Regions from separate parts of the Sus scrofa genome. Here region 2 is linked to region 1. Evidence: chromatin contacts called from public Hi-C data. All regions are on one chromosome and are shown on one strand. The core of a region is the stretch at or near the end of the contact, and the rest is flanking DNA. Distances in the headings are between cores, read along the strand shown. Region 1 overlaps HERC3 (probable E3 ubiquitin-protein ligase HERC3). Region 2 holds the start of PIGY (phosphatidylinositol glycan anchor biosynthesis class Y).

Region 1 (3,844 bases), core at 713-3,212:
CTTCTGCTTGTAGGATTCCCTCTACCTGAGCTGTCGGGTAGTTTGCAGGTTTACAGTCCTTCTCTCTTAAAATCCGTTGAAAGTGTTGGGTGGCGCCATGGTTGGCAGTTTTGAGCTCCTGAAAATAACTGAGTCATTGTCGCTGATCTTACTCTGATAGTGAAATGCTGATAACTCAGAAACACACCGCCTTCTCTCCTCCCTGTGCCTGTGACAGGCCTCTTCTGTTTTCATTGAATTGGGCTTGTTGCATCTAAAAGCATCCATAGTAAATTTAGATTTAGGGCTTTAAAAAATATTCTCAGACGTTCTTCGTGGTAAGTGTTTTGAGGCTCTGTATGTGTACGTTAAAACCCAACATTAAAGTCACCTGGCCCTGAACTGAGATCCACTCCTCTGACCTCTATCGTAGCTAATCTTTCTCTCTCATTTTTTTTTTTTTTAGTTGAAAGGATTTAGTTTCATTATTGTGTGAACTTGGGGTGTCATACATAGGGTTCAGCAAATCAGTGTTTAATATGCTCAGGTAACTTAAATGAAGCATCAGCTGCTCAGAGACGCTGCCCGCCACCAGGAGTCCAGCCCTTCACTGTACATTCTGTGGGAAGGTTAAACCCAATTGTAGTTAGAGCATTTGTGAGAGAGCTGTGCCTTTGCCTTTTTTTTTTTTTTTTTTAATTCAGCCAATGAAACAAAGAGTTTGTGGACTTTCTCTGCTAAAAAAAAAAAAACAAAACAAAAAAAAAACAAAAACCCATAGCAGGAAAAAAAATAATGTTATTTTAAAAATCAGACTCTGGGTTTCCAGTTGCAGGCAGGACAGAGTAAGCACATTCCTTGCTGTCTGTCCTACTGAATGCACCCGTAAAACTTGGACCGAATACATGCAGCAGCTGTTTGAGGACTCCGAGAAGCAAATAATGGCAGGTGGATTGGGAAAGAAGACTAGGAATTCAGAGTACCACTGAACTGGCAATGAGTTGACCATTTTCCCCCTCTGGTCCTCCTGCCGTTTGGCCCAGAGGCAGGCTCAGCTGTGGAAGTACAGTATGTAGGCTGGAGAGCTGAAAAGGGAGAGATCTCAGAGAAGCAGGAGCTTGGAAGAGCAACTCTGTAGTCATCTCGGAACTCTTGGGCTCAGCTGAGCTGTATGTGTGGATCTGACCCTGCAAAGCATGTGAGTGACTCTGAGAATTTAACCAACAAATAGACTACCCCTCAGGTTCCACACTGGCCACTGTGAGGTGCATGCAGGACACAAATCCAAGTAACACTGCAGAAGCTTTGAAAAATGAAACAAAATTTCTGATGTTCAGCAAGGATTAAAATGAGACCCAGAATCTTTTTCTTTTTTGGCCACACCTGTGGTGTGTGGAAGTTCCCAGGCCAGGGATGGAATCTGAGCCACTGCTGTGACCTACACCACAGCTGCAGCAACACTGGATCCTTAACCCACTGCGCCACAGCAGGAACCCCAAGACCCAGAATCTGATCATATGCAAAATGTTCACGATACAGTCATGGTCAGCATATAAAAACCCAGGGAAATCTCCGTTAGCACGGGGAGAAACAGTGTTGCCAACGCTGGAAGGACAGAGGTGTTGGGACTGTCTGAGAAGGACGTCCCTATTATGGGGACGTCCCAGCAAACCGACTCAAAACTGCTGTGAAACAAATGGAAAACTGAAATTCTTTGCAAATAAATAGATGATGTCAAGAACCAATACAGTAATCAAAATGAAAATCTCACTGGATGGTTTCAGTACAGAATGGAGATGACAGAGGAGGGAATCCGTGAAGTTGAAAATAGATGAAGAGAAATTATGCAATCTGCATAACAGATATTTAAAAACAGATTGGGACGAAAAATGAACAGGATTTCGGGGACTCACAGGACAAGAACCACAGGTCTAACCTCGTGTCATTGGAGGACTAGCAGGAGAGGAGGAAGCACGTGGTGCTGAATGTGGTAATGGCTGGAAAGTTTCCACATTTGGCAGGAAATGTCAATATACAGATCAAGAATTCCAGTAAACCAAGCAAGACAAATTCAAAGAAATCTACACTGAGCTAGGTCATAATCACATTTCTGAAAACCAGAGGCAAAGAAAATACTTGAACGTCGCCAAAGAAAAACAACATATTACCTACAGAGAAACAGTGATTGAAAGGACTGTGGAGCCTGTAAGTGGCCCGGTGTTTTTAAAGTGCTGGAGGAAGTCAACCCAGAATTCTGTTTATAGCGAAAAAAAAAAAAAAAAAAAGCCTTCATGAATGAAGGCGGAATGAAGTCACTTTGAGATGAAGGAAAAGGCAAAAAATTCACAGCCGGCAGACCTGTACTAAACAGGAAAGTTCCTTGGACAGAAGGGAGACGATACCAGAAAGAATCCGGGAGAGAATATTGGGACATCAGTAATGAAGGAAGAGCAACAAGTAGCAGATACCTGGGTAAATATAACAGACCAGTCTCTCCTCAGGGGCTTTATTTATTTATTTTGTCTTTTTGCCATTTCTTGGGCCACTCCTGCGGCATATGGAGGTTCCCAGGCTAGGGGTCCAGTCGGAGCTGTAGCCGCCAGCCTACGCCAGAGCCACAGCAACATGGGATCCGAGCTGCATCTGCAACCTACACCACAGCTCACGGCAACGCCAGATCGTTAACCCACTGAGCAAGGGCCAGGGATCGAACCTGCAACCTCCTAGTTCCTAGTCGAATTCATTCACCACTGCACCACAACGGGAATTCCTCGGGTGCTTTAAAATTTTTTGACGATTGAAAGCAAAAGCTATAACATTGTGATAGAGTCTTCAATCTATGTGGATGCAGTAGTTAAGATGACTATATATGTATATATTATATAATATATATATGTTATTATATATAGTGTTGTTATATATGTATGGGAGAGAAGTAAAGGGACCTGTATGGTCATAAAGTTTCTACATTCCACTTGAAATGATAAACTCTTGATTCTCAGTTGACTTTGAAAAGCTGTTTATACTGTACTCTCTAGAGCAGTCAAATATACCAAGATACAAAAAACACAATGAACTAAAATGGAATGCTCGGACATGTTTAATGTAAAAGAAGGCGGGGATGAGGAAAGCAAGCAATGAAAAGCAGGGAAGAAATAGAAAGCAAACCATCAAAGGGCATACGTCCAAACATATCAATACTTCCATTAAATATGGTTAAATAAAACAGTGAATGCAGATATTATATTAGAGTTTAAAAAATAACCCAACGGTATAGGAAGGTTAAAATACCCACTTCGGGGTATTTACTTCAGAGAAATGAAAACTTATTTTCACACAGAAACCTGTGTATGAGTGTTTATTGCATCTGTATTTATAATCGCTTAAAACTGGACTCAGTGCTTTGTGGTACATCCACAGCACAGCGGAATCCTGTTCCCTAACAAGAAGGAACACACTCTTGGTACATGTGACAACCTGGGTGAATCTCAGAGGTGTTAGATGGGGCGAAAGAATCCAGTTTCCAAAGGTCAAATACTCTATGACTCCGTCAGTGTGACGGTATTGAAAATATAAAACCACCGTGATAGAAAGCAGATCAGTGGCCACCAGGAGTTGGGTCAGTGGCTAAGGAATGGTACGAGGGGCTTTTTGGGGGGTGATGGAACTGTTCGTGTCTTGACTTTTGGCCCTGGTTACATGTGCTTAAACTCAGAGTTGTGCACTAAAAAAGCTCATCAGTTTTACTCTTTGATCATTAAAATTAAAAACAAAGCCAACACTGACTCCGATTGGGGTGCTTTGGCTGAGGAACACGGTAGAATTCCTTGTACGGAAGTGACTGTGTCAGGGAAGGGGCAGTCAC
Region 2 (3,851 bases), core at 76-2,575, 100 kb before region 1:
CAATAAACAGTAACATTTATCCAATTCTTCACACAGTTAGAGCCAGAAAAGCAGAATTAGACTGTTTTTCATTCTAAAAGCAGCAGTAGCCAATTCAACCATTTCTCTTAGAAAAGGAATCTCTAATTGTTCCCATTTTAGTCTGTTTCTCTCATTTTCTTTTTCACGTTATTCTTAAGCTATGCCTTAGTGGAAAAAAAAAAAGAAAAGATCTCTCCTTTTCATCCAAATATTCCTTCATGACTCTTTTAAACCCTCAAACGATCCCAGCTAATTTACTACTGGAACAGACACGAGAGGAAAATTCAGCTTCTTCGCTTATCAGAACACCTGCCTCACTGATCCATGAGAAGGAAACCACGGAAGCAGCAATCTACCACCCAAAGGCAGCCACTGATGACACTGCGGTGTTTGCTAGTATTGTCCACGTTCAGGTTTAGCAGCCTGCAACTGCAGAGATGTTTATCCTAAAGAGTCTAGGTGAAAGGTTAAGAAGGCCTTTACAGAACCGGCTGGTCGAGAACTAAAAACCAAAGGGCCGCACACGTAGCTGATGCGCTTAAGATCCTACCCGGCGTTTTCGCAACAATCTGGAAGCTATCACATTTTTCATCGCCTTGCCTTAAAAATCTGAATGCCATGGATTAGTCTTCCGAATCCCGAGTTCATAACCCTGGCTGTACAGGAAGATCACTTGGGATCCTTTCAAGAAAATACGCAGTTGCTCTGGCTCGGCCCCAAGGCCTTCGGATTGAGCCCGGGTGGGGCGTTGCCTAGAGATCTGCGTTTTAAGAAGGATTCCCCCGAGATTCTAAAACGCTGCCGGCGGAGAAGCTGCCCGCCAGGATCCAGGCCTGCGAGTGGCCGGTTTGGTCCGGGAGGCCTGGGGCTCGGCTGGGGCCTCCTCCCGCCCTTCCCGCGGCGGAGCGAGTACCCGGGAAGCTGGCGGGCCCGGGTCCAAAACATGGCAGCGAAGAACACCCGGGTGACCTGAACGTCTCCCCGGCGACAGGGGGCCACCAGGGAAAAGCCGCAGCGGACGAATCTTACCTGAGCGGCTTCTTGGACAGCGGGCACACCAAGAACTCCAGCAGCGCCGGGTCGAAGGCGCGTGGCGGTTTCCCCTCCTTCTTGTTCTCGTCCGCGGACGGCCGCGAGCCCGAAGCGTGCAGGCACCTCCTGGCGACCGCGGACGGCGGCGCGCGTGTCCCTCGCAGCGCTAAGGCGAGCCGACCGCGCGCTCCGCTCAGCATGGTCTGGCCGCCGGCGCGCGGACCTCCGCACCCCCTGGGCCGCTCCGGCCGCTCCAGCCGATCCCGGGGAGTCCCGCCCAGGCGGCCAGGCCCCGCCCCCCGGTGCTCGGGAAACGCTGCCCCCGACGGCTGGAGGCCCGCTCTTTGGTTCCGAGGGCGCTCGGGACCCGACTGCTTTTCCCGCGGCACCGCTCGGTATGGAGAGCCCCGCCTGCAGCCTGGGCTTTCTGCGGCTCTTCCTGCCCGTTTGCAGGTTGCAGACAAAACCCACGCTCAAGTGGAGGCGTCCTGAGTTTTCACCAGGGCCTGTCGCAGGGCCTCCAGGAAGCCAGTGGCCGGACCTCAGAGTCACACAGTGATAGACTTGGACCTCCGTGGTTATCACCAAAAGGAGGTTTCCAACACACTGTCACACTGGGTATGTTAAAAAGCATTACTTGTTTTATGTGTATCTGTCAGTCTTTGCAGTACCACACTTCCTATAACCTTGTTTGGCTTTTTTTTTTTCTCCTTTCATTAAAAAAAATATAAGAACGGGAAAAGAATGGCTTAGTCCTCTTAAACTTAAGATGCCCAGTTTCTTACCCTGGGCTCAATGGCATAATAATAGCACCACTCATTTGCTTCTGTAAATGAGCTTGGAAACCGCAAGGAGTCTAAGTAACTGTGTCCTTTAATTAAGTGGGTGATCCACACAGTGGTTTTTTTCTCGCCCCGCATTTGCTTCTGACTCTCCCAGAAAATGATGCGGATTTGATCTCTTTCTTATAGTGTAGGAGGTAAGTGCCGGGGGTCCGGGCCTGACACCTTGGTCCCAGGTGCATCGTTTACTAGTTGTAGGGCTCCCGCAAATCTCCTAACTCCCCAGCTTTCTTTTCTTTTTCTTTTTTTTTTTTTTTTTTTTTTTTTTGTCTTTTTGCCATTTCTTGGGCCGCTCCCGCGGCATATGGAGGTTCCCGGGCTAGAGGTCGAATCGGAGCTGTAGCCGCCGGCCTACGCCAGAGCCACAGCCACGCGGGATCCGAGCCGCGTCTGCAACCTACACCACAGCTCACGGCAACGCCGGAACCTTGACCCACTGAGCAAGGGCAGGGACCAAACCCGCAACCTCATGGTTCCTAGTCGGATTCGTTAACCACTGCACCACGACGGGAACTCCCTCCCCAGCTTTCTTATCTGTGTAATTAGATTAATTATTGTTCCTACCTCATATAATTCCATCCTGGGGCTTAAAATGTGCTAATGAATGCAAAGAGTATTTAGAAAAATGCCTGTGGCAAATGAATGCTCAGTTAATGGCATATGTTGTCATTTTTATTTTCTCTATTCTTTGCAGCCCAGTATACTAGAAGATTCTTGGTTAGTCATCAAAATCCACCCCCTTTTTTTGTCCTTTTAGGGCCGCACCTGCAGCACATGAAAGTTCCCAAGCTAGATAGAGCTCAAATACGAGCTGCAGCTGCCAGCGTACACCAGAGCCACAGGAAAGCCAGATCTTAACCCATTGAGCGAGGTCAGGGATCAAACCCGCATCCTTATAGATACTAGTTGAGTTCGTAACCTGCTGAGCCACGAGGGGAACGTCCAAATTTTCTCGTTGTCTCGCTAAATATTGAATCTTTTCTTGCATCGTTGGGGCTTTACCACTTCACACTTTGAGCTCCTGGGAGGTGGGGATAGGAGTTGAGGGATATATAGATACACATACAAGATTGTATGTCCAAATTTCTCTTCCACTCAGCAGTGCAAAAGCAGAGGCAATTTGTGTTGTCTGTTCACTCTACTTTAAAAAATCTACTACATCATTGGATGCTCTTTGTTCACTAATGTGCAAAAGATTTCAGCCTGAGGCAGCTGTCAGGGATGTAGCCTCAAGAGGTCCCGTTGTTAAGTTCCTATGTTATTTCCCACTAGACCATAGTAGGAATTAATTTTTCAGGTGTAGTTAGTTGATACCTTGGGCTCTAGGGAAGGAGTGAGGTATAGGAAAGAGGGTTCAGCAAGGTATTGCAATGCAGAGCTTGACTTTGGCTAGCTCTGGTGGGCCAGGCCGGAACCCAGCCCCCAAGGTAGGAGCAAGCACCCATGCTTAAGACAAGCTTTTTAGTCTCAACTCACCTCACCTGGCTGATAGAGCCTCATCAACTGAGTTTTCTAACCAGTTATAAATAGCTTCAGTGTGCATCCACGAAGAAGGTTGGAAGCAGATCAGTTTAATTTATATTAGTATTGGGGAGAAATGGAGAGTACTAGCAAAATATCGACAATATCTCAAGTTTATAACACCCCAAATCAACATCCAGTATTTAAGGAACATCTGAGAGTGTGAAGTATTAGCCGAAACCATGTAAATATGAAGTTGCAAGATGTCAAAGCAAAAATGTTTCTCAACAGCCCTCAGAAATTAAGGAATCCAACTTATTTCTGCATGGTAGTATCCTGAGCTGAATGTATAAAATTGTATAAATTGTATAAAATTGTGAAATGGGTCCTTTTTACTATTGGCATGGCTCGGATCTTTCCCATCACAGAGCTCTGGGCTTAGGTACCATATTAGCTGTGTGACCTCTGAAAACTCTTTGCCTCAATCTTCTCATC

The links. A called contact is a pair of places that touch in the nucleus more often than the background predicts.
Region 2: a Hi-C map of alveolar macrophages shows a contact between it and region 1, with 2.4 times the contacts expected there. The contact joins the promoter of PIGY here to the enhancer-like site in region 1. A contact is called at or near these places in 1 of 5 promoter capture datasets (liver), 10 of 47 Hi-C or Micro-C datasets (alveolar macrophages, embryonic fibroblasts, fetal skeletal muscle and 5 more) and 1 of 2 datasets of contacts at active chromatin or transcription factors (alveolar macrophages).

Annotation. Positions count from the first base shown.
Region 1 is chr8:130,425,694-130,429,537 of Sscrofa11.1, reverse strand. The region is part of intron 2 of HERC3 (probable E3 ubiquitin-protein ligase HERC3); the gene reads left to right. Among named protein-coding and RNA genes, the nearest start is that of HERC3, 40 kb to the left of the region's middle. Within about 2 kb of position 1,962, at least 3 of the 83 cell types and tissues checked have an H3K27ac peak or open chromatin away from gene starts, as enhancers often do. A contact at or near this core is called in alveolar macrophages, where this site is marked.
Region 2 is chr8:130,525,045-130,528,895 of Sscrofa11.1, reverse strand. It overlaps PIGY (phosphatidylinositol glycan anchor biosynthesis class Y), which reads right to left and starts at 1,325. Exons shown (of 2, transcript NM_001271967.1): 1 at 1,051-1,325. PYURF (PIGY upstream reading frame) reads right to left here and starts at 1,325. Exons shown (of 2, transcript NM_001271968.1): 1 at 1,051-1,325. The coding sequence starts at 1,253.